3 separate regions of the Mus musculus genome follow, and regions 1 and 3 are each linked to region 2. Evidence: chromatin contacts called from public promoter capture Hi-C data. All regions are on one chromosome and are shown on one strand. Each heading gives the region's core, a stretch centred on a gene start, on an enhancer-like site or on the middle of the called end of the contact. The rest is flanking DNA. Distances are from core to core; before and after follow the strand shown.

What was found. Promoter capture Hi-C pulls out the DNA fragments that hold promoters and counts their contacts.
Region 1: a contact with region 2 is called in a promoter capture Hi-C map of hippocampal neurons, with 4 times the contacts expected there. The contact joins the promoter of A730013G03Rik here to the promoter of Cd34 in region 2. A contact is called at or near these places in 2 of 39 promoter capture datasets (frontonasal cranial neural crest and hippocampal neurons) and 1 of 115 datasets of contacts at active chromatin or transcription factors (large pre-B cells).
Region 3: a contact with region 2 is called in a promoter capture Hi-C map of hippocampal neurons, with 3 times the contacts expected there. The contact joins the promoter of Hhat here to the promoter of Cd34 in region 2.

The regions. Positions count from the first base shown.
Region 1 is chr1:192,833,831-192,836,593 of GRCm38.p6, forward strand. A730013G03Rik (RIKEN cDNA A730013G03 gene) reads right to left here and starts at 1,383. Exons shown (of 1, transcript NR_155503.1): 1 at 1-1,383.
Region 2 is chr1:194,937,176-194,940,094 of GRCm38.p6, forward strand. Cd34 (CD34 antigen) reads left to right here and starts at 1,646. Exons shown (of 8, transcript NM_133654.3): 1 at 1,646-1,869. The coding sequence starts at 1,791.
Region 3 is chr1:192,769,820-192,772,682 of GRCm38.p6, forward strand. It overlaps Hhat (hedgehog acyltransferase), which reads right to left and starts at 1,400. Exons shown (of 12, transcript NM_144881.4): 1 at 1,161-1,400.

The DNA of each region.
Region 1 (2,763 bases), core at 133-2,632, 2.1 Mb before region 2:
GCTGCCACAGCTGCGAGAGGCCTATGGAGGGCTCGCCCTTTTGTCCAAACCCCATGGCAAGATGGGATTTGGAGGGGACCGGGACACGCGAAGAGGGGGTCACCGAGGTAGAGCGCAAGGGGCCGAGCGTATCTGGGCCCTGTCCGCTTTTCGAGTTGCGAGTTGCGGGTCCTGCTGAGCCTTGACTTCCTTTTACAGTCCCCACAGGAGACCTCCAGGGGCCTCGGAGGCCTGGCAGTAGTCTAAACACAGCGATTTGTTTTTTATCTGTCTATCCATCTGTCTGCCTATAGTTCAGTTGAGCTTTCCCATCTTTCTTCCCATGGGCTTTTAGCAATAAGCGAGGTGAGGCTGTCCAGTCGAAAGCTTGCAACAGAAGCATTAAGCAGGAATGTGTCCTTGACCCTCTGAGCCAGGGGAGACGAAGGCCAAGCTCTAAAGCCTCAAACTCGAGGGCTCCCGGTAGGGCCCTGGCCTCTCGCTCTGGTCCTTGGTCGGGGTCAGGGCGCGCCCTGGGGTGTCCAGCCCGGGACAGATAGAACCAGTGCTGACGCTTCTGTCAACTGTTGGAGGCCTAGGCCAAGCCAAAAAGGTCTGGAGTATAGAGTGAGGCCTGGCCCGGGGAAAGTTCCCCTGGTAGTTCCGAGGTGTGGACCCGGCTGAGAACAGGCGATGAAAGTTAAAAGGACTGTGGTTTCAAAGAAGGCCAATCTGGACGCTAGGATGCTGAGCGCGTGAGTGCCCAACCTCTGCAGGTGAACTGAGGCAGGGGCATCAGCATCCCAGGCCTGGGGACGCAGTCCCAGGCAGGCGCGCACCCGCATGCACGCACATGCACACGGCGTCACCGACATACGCCTGCACCCACTGTCTGTGCCTCGCGAGGCCTGCTGCCCCGGTGCACGACAGCCGGCGACCGCGCGCTCCTCCAGCCCCGGGCGCTCTGCAGAGCCCCCGCCCGGCCGCGCGGCGCTCGCTCCGGCTCTTTGTTATGTTAATTCCCTTCCCAGCTGGTGCCAGCTGCCTGCACAATGGGCGCCCGGAGCCCCGCCAGCCCTCGCCAGCCCGTGAGTGGGGGCGGGGAGGACCGTGCACCCTATGTGGATGGGGCGGGCTAGTCCCGCTGAGTGAACGCTGCGGGGCGAGCAGCACCTCCCCCCATGCCGGCGAAACCGCGCTTCTGAGGCCTGCGGAGCGAGCTCTGATGCTTTCCAGTCGCCGGGACTGCCTGCCCTCTAGGTGCCAGGGCTGGATGGAAAGTAAAAGGCTTCTGGGCGGCTCCAGACCCGTGAGGATGAAAGAGGACAGCCGCTTCCAGACCACACAGCTAATCCCGCCATAAACCTCGAGTAAATACCGGGAGAGAAGGAGCAGGCCCGCTACAGATGTGGAGTGCAGCCTCCGGGGATCCCCAAATTAAAACCCGGGCAGGAGAGGCACTTGGACCACCACCAAATGACACTAATTGGGTTATGGGACCATAATCTTAGCTGGTAAGAAAAAAATCCAGTTACAGTCACAGCTGCAAGGACTGTCTTCATAAAGCTGCAGAGGGAACGCGGGCTTTTTTTTATTACGCATAAACATGAGGAAGAGGCTCAGGGTCCCCGCCTGCATGGTGCGGAGAGGCGAAGGACTTTTGTGCCGGGAGCAGCAGCGCTACATGCCTGGCTGGCTCCGGGTGTGCAGGGCTAATGGGCTGGGAGTGGATGGGGTAATGTATTGAGCTGGGGAGCAAATCTGCCTGCAGGAATGTAGTTCCAGGATAGGAGAACAGTCATGGGCAGTGCGAGCGCGTGCAGGCGCGCGCGCACCCTTCCCCCCTCCCCCTACACACTTGGTGGGGAGAACAGATTAAACGATACTAGAATGACTGAGTTAAGCTTAGATCTATAATAACTGGAGTTGTAAGCCGGGCAGTGATGGCGCACGCCTTTAATCCCAGCACTTGGGAGGCAGAGGCAGGCGGATTTCTGAGTTCGAGGCCAGCTTGGTCCACAGAGTGAGTTCTAGGATGGCCAGGGCTACACAGAGAAACCCTGTCTCAAAACAAAACAAAAAAATAGTAGTAGTAGTAGTAGTAATAATAATAATAATAACTGGAATTGTGAATGAATTCTTACAACTTCCATGTCAAGAAACACTCACATGGACAAATGATCGGGGTTGCTTTAGGATTCTTCAGTGACAATTTCCAACAGCGACCCATGCCACCCTCATTGTGTATAGCCATCTTGTCTAAAGCCAGTGAAGGTCAGGCTGCCTGCAGGCTCTTACTGGTTTGAATTATAGCCATGGAAAAATAGATCTTTTTTTCCTTCAGCTGTTGGTTTTTCAAACTGTGAGAAGCAAGAGTTTGGAGCTGGCCAGCCTGGTGTCCCTGGGCAAGCTAAGAGTTTCCTTTATCTGGCATCCTCAATCACTGGCTTCGGTCACCCTTAGGAGCCACACAAGGAAGGAAAAGACAGCAGACCCTCATCTGAGACTCCAGTCACCCTTGGCCCCCAGATGCACATAGCCTCCAGGTGTGCCAAAGTGGCCAAGAGGTAGAAGGTTGACAAGGTGCAACATTTAGTCAGAGGTCTTCCTGAACCACCTATGGGCCTGTAAGGTTACTCCAAGAAACCCACTGGTTCAACAAGCTGGACGATTCCTGGGAGGAATCGTTTCCTTGGCTTGTTGATAGACAGGCATATCTCTAGGACTCTCTGGGAAAACCTGCCACTGACTGACTGGTGTTCTGGCTCCTCCATGACTCTCAGT
Region 2 (2,919 bases), core at 396-2,895:
GGCACTCAGCCTTGATTCTGGTTCTATATGGATTTTGCTTTCAGAAACTTTTCCATAGAGTCAATATCTTTCACTCTCCTCCCCCACTTCAAAGCTAGTTAAGAAGTTCAAGTACAAAATATTTCCTATAGTCCCATTTCCCATGGTCCAAAAGACAAAAGATATTTAAAGTAATCAGAAGAGAGCCTAAAACAATGGTACATACCTATGATCCCACCATTCAGGAAGCTAGGATAGGATTTTTTTTTTTTGAGTCCAAGACCAGATGGGACTATAGAGTGAGATCCTGTCTCAAAACACTTTAATTAATTAAACTAACAGAGAAAACATCTGGAAGTAAAGGTAGACTCAAATGAACCAACTCATTTTTACATATAACAATTTACCTACCATAAAAAGTATGAGCAAAATGTAGGTACCAGAAGAAAATCCACTTTTGAAACTGAAGAATTAGGTGTAATATTTCCTTCTTAGTTCATATTCCAAGGACCAGAATTTAATTTTAAAAGTACATTTTGCAATCCTTTCTGACCCTACCTCCAGGTTCTCCATCACAATATGCCAACTGTACTTTGACACAAACTCACTTAATGTCGTTGTATTCAATGAGCCTCTGCCTTTATTATGATGAAAACCTCCGCTTCTTGTTTTAATGGTGTGATATGAAACAGGGTAAGAGTATAGATTTGAGGACTGATACTCTTCTTCTCAACCCCAAGGTATATTAGGCCCAGGGTAGGCAACACAAACAAATGTACTTTCTTCGTGGAGGTAGATCTTCAGAGAAATAAATACAGAAATTTATCCAGGGCGTTTGTCTGATCTTTCTTTCTCCCTTTAGGTTATGTGACCAGACATTATGGGAAAACTAGGGCTAAGTATTTACAGTCATCATCACAGACCCTTCTGTGCCTTATCTCAATTTCTACCTGCTGCTATATGCCTTGTCTTGCTTCTCTCTCCTCCTGCCTTGATCTTCTGACCTGTGACGAGTCAGAATCCTGCAATCCAGCGCATCAACATGCAGCACCATTGCGTGGAGAAGCACAAGGAGTGCTAGAAGGTCTGTTAGGTAGGGCAGGGTAAGAATCTAAGAAATCTTTTGTCTGAAGGGAGGGCAAGAAAAGCTCCCATAGAATCAGGAAACTTAAATCTAGGATTGAAAAGGGAACATTGGAGAAAAACCATGTACTATGGAGTATCTATATTATCTCTATGGTATTGACAATTGCTATGACCCAACTAGCTAAGGAAATATGGATGATCACAGGAAAGTTAATACAAATTCTGTTGATTTTGCTGGAAAATGAGTATAAAAGAGAGATGGTAGGATAGCAGATGGTCTGGACTGTGAAAAGGCTATTAGTGTCCTGTTTGTGTCCTGCTCAATTTTAACATGCAGCACAGATTCCACCGTGACTATCTCTAAAGGTGTCTTGGAATTGTGTTGTTTCCTGCTTAGCTGAAAGATCATACTCCTGTAAACTCAGGCGTACACAGTGGCTTCCTGCCACACTTAAAACTTGAAAATAAAGAAATCAGAAAGGAGAAATTTGACCCTGCCGAGAGGCAGCCAAGATGACACACGGTTAAAAGTGAAGTAGGAACTACGAGAGGGGCTGGCCTCACCAAGACGCAACAGGGAGGGGATAAGCCAGCATCCCCCACCCACTCCGGACAGGGAGCAGGGGAGGAGAGCCAATATCCCCCACCCCTGCGCAGGGCGGAGGAGCGCGTCCCGCGCCGGGCCGCCTCCTGCACCGAGCGCATCTCCGGAGCGGTACAGGAGAATGCAGGTCCACAGGGACACGCGCGCGGGGCTCCTGCTGCCATGGCGCTGGGTAGCTCTCTGCCTGATGAGTCTGCTGCGTGAGTATTAACAGCTGAGGGCCAAGGGACCAGGCTATGGGCCGGGAGGAGGGAAGACGCCGGCCACTAACCTCACCTGGGAATCCTGCGCTCCAGCACGCAGAAGTGAGCTTACTCAGGTAGTGCTGGGGGACGCCAGCTCCTCTGCGTGGCTGGAGGTGCAAAGCTCAAAGTTGAGGCTAGAATGCAGACAGAAGGAAGGAAAAGTTCTGTAACTCTCCTTAATTGAGGAAGCAAGGACCCAGAGTGGTCCAGAGAAGGGTCCAGGCACCCATTGTTCCCAGGACTTGGACATAAAGAATTCATGAGGGTAGCCATTTCCAGTAAGGGCCAGGAGACCTTTAAGGAGGACTGAGGGACATTAGTGGAAGAGTCTGGAATAAAGAACAGGCAGAGAGGAAAAAAAGGACAATTTTAAATTTCAGATTAGAAAGCTAGAGTCGCCCCTGCAGAAACCATGCAGATGCTAGTAGGGAGGTGGTTTGGTGTACACACCAAGTCCTTCTGCTCACCAGTCTTCCCCGTGCACAAACATACATTCATTGCTAGTTGGAATTTTCTTGCTCTGCTTCCCTTCAGATTCTAAAGCTAGTGGACAGGCCAAGACACCTCCTGCTGCCCACGCATACTCTTACTTCTTAAGTTCTTCCCCTCTTAGGTTGGCAAAAAATAGTATTCACTCAGTCTATAGCAAACTTTATTGCACTGGAGGGTGTTGTTCTTCATCCCAACTCATGTCCTTTGAGGTTTTCAGGGTTGTGAATTACTCATTTTGCTTTTAACCCTTGGGGCTCCTAAATCTTCATTGTATATCTTAAAGGACACTCAACATGTAGAGTAGCCTGGATCTACCCACAAGACCTCTTTTCTCCCAGTCTTCTGCTCCATTGCCTTTGGGTCTATCCCAAAGAGAGCTGGCAGAGGAGAAGTTGAATTAGGTTCTGGGTTCTCCTGATTGGCAGCGCTAGACATGTCCATTTTGATGGAGTAAAACTTGCTTGGACAAAAATGCCCAGAATGATGCTACACTGTGCACGGGTAGGTGACCAC
Region 3 (2,863 bases), core at 150-2,649, 2.2 Mb before region 2:
TATGGCACCCCTGCCCTTGGGCCACACTGACCTGGGATCACCAGGAGATCTTGCCAACTGCCAACCAGGGCCTTGACCTCACCTTCAGCTGGTGACTCTCCAAGAGAAAGCCAAGTAAAAACCAGGTAAAGCCTTTGTCCCCAAAGAAGGCTCCAAACCCCAGCCCCTAGCATAGACAATTCATTGGTGCTGGTGGCCTTGAAGGGTCTTGGAGAACACAGCTTGTCTTTCTGGGGTGCTGTCAAAACAACACATCCATCAGAACTGTCCTTAGCCAGCACATAAACCATCCTACGGGGAGAGAAATCACAGGGAAGTCGGAACATGAAGAATAGAAGCCAGAAAGAATGGACTTCTAGACCCTGAGTGAAAGCGCACAGCCCTTCAAAGCTTTCCCTGAGCCGCGTCCTGTGGCACTGGAGCAGATGCTCAGCTCTACATAATAGAACACCACACTGAACGGAGCAGACACACTGCATAACGCTGTCAGTCCCCACACGTAGAAGGCCCTGATCTAAAAGCGGCCAATAGCTGTTGAATCTGGGGGAGGAGAGCCTGCATAAAAACTGGTGTCTCCCAGTCTTGCCACTGAACAGATGAGGGAAACTAAGTCCAGAGAGTTTCTGGAAAGCGAAAGAGATCTTTAAACTGAGAACTGGGGCTCGGTGGTTAAACATTTGCTGCACGGGTTTGTTGGCCCAATTTCAACACACACACACACACACACACACCACGAAGAAAACAGAAATCTCTGAGCTGGGCCGGGTGGGGGCGTGGGGAGGGCCTGTAGGCGCCCTTCCTGCAGGGAGCAGCAGGGTTCTCGGTTCCCGGGACTCCGTGCCTTTGTGTCGCCGCCCTCCAGCACGCGGACACGGACACGGGAAGCGGAAACGCTATTGCGTTTCTCCCCCACGTCAGCGGCGAGCCTCCCACGACCTGCTGCGGCACCCCAGCCAGCCCCCTGTCTCCGCGCAGGTTAAGTCGTGGCAGCCTTTGCAACCACAGGCCCCTGCACGGCCGCCAGCTCCACGCGCGCCCGCCGCCAGCCCCCGCGCGCCCTCTGACCCTGCGGGGCCTCACCACCCACGCCCCCTCCTGCTCTCCACGCGCGCCCCCGATGCACGGCTTTTCCCCTGTCTGTCTCGCGCGGGCGAAATCACCTGGATCGCAGTGTGCAGAGCTGGGCGAGCGGGAGAGAAGGCGTCCCTGCACCCCGCCGCGCTGAGCCGCGGCCCGGGAGGGACTCGCGAGCACAGCGCGGGTCAGAGGCCGCGGGGGTGAGCGCCTGGCCTGAGATGTTGTGCCCGGGTTCCCGAACGCAGGATTGGCCAGGGCTCTGTACATTTACTGGAGCCGAATCATTACACAGGGTCCCACCAGAACCTCAGGCTCCAGGATTCTTCCGGTCCCCAAAGGAATGAGTCTGGGGCGGGGGTGTGTACGGCCTGCCCTGCTACAGGAAGATGACTTAGACCAGTGAAGGGCAGACTAAATAGAGCTGGAGAAATCTCTGCAAAACCGACTTTAAAATCATCTTCACTTCCACCTTCCCCAGCACCAACTAAAACAGCCGGACCAGGAGTGCCAGGTTGCCCAAAATAAAAACACAGGGTGCCAAGTTAATACTTTCTTGGTATCATATGGCCTTTGTTGTTTGGAAGACGTAATATACTTTCTAACAGTTCCTGGGGGTTGGAGAGATGTGGCTCAGTGAGTAAGGGTTTGCTATGCAAGTGTTAGGATCTGAGTTTAATCCCCACACTGAAGTAAAGAGCCAGGCATGGCTGGTGTGCCTGTAGCCCCGTCATTGAAGGTAGAGACTCTATCGAACCCCTAGATCCTGACCAGCTGCCTTAGTCTAAACAGGAAGCCTCCAATTAGAGGCTAATGCAGACCCTGCACCACAAAAATGAGGTGAGGCAAGAGGAAGATGTGGAAGCCTTGCTCTGGCCTCTTCAGGAGAGCACCCAACATGCATACAACATATATGTCTTGTATATTTGTAATAACAGTGTGCCTTGGTACCTGACAAGTCTGGTCACTGTAATAAAGCCCAGGGTTTGGCCCAGAAGGTGCCAAAGTGTTAGCTCTGCTCTGGGACAGTCAGAAGAGGTGGTCCTCTTCTGTGTCAGGTTCTAAATGGCCTGTTACTGTGGGTTCAATGCCATTTAAGTCTAACTCTTTTCTACATGTGCACAGTGCTCATTTGAAGACATAAAATAAAGTCAGGTTTGGCTAATGTAAATCAGAAACATCTGTGTAAGAGAAAATACTCCAGGCTTGTGACCCAGCTATACAGCCAAGACAGGAGGATCCGAAGTTCAAAACCAGGGCTACAGAGTGATTTTGACAAACTGTCTCAAAATGTAAAAGTAAGCATTGGCAGAGGAGACACAGCTCAGTGGTGGAGCCTTGCCTCACATGCAGAACACCCACAATACCAAAGCCCAAAGCAAGACTAAGCAATGAGCTGAAGAACGTGCCGGCGGGGAATATTCCAAGTGGTACTTCTTAGTACACGTGGATTTAAAACAGTTGATGGAAACATCAGAATCCAGTTGCACGTAGACAAGAGACTTGAGTGTGGGAGTGTATTTTGACAAAATTATCTTATATTCTAAGAGACTGGAAGCTTTGCTGGGCTTCTCGGGTGAAGTTAATAATATACATTGAGGTCACTCAAGACTACTTTCTAGTCGGCCTGTTTGTTTAACTTGCCTTTCAGAGAACAATGTAACAATGGGCTTTACTTGTCTTGGGTTTCCCATATAACCAACTTTCACAATCTAAACAAATGCATAGCTGTAAGCTTCAATATGTGCTTCTCCATGCCATGACCCAGTGTCATGTATGTGTGCTCTAA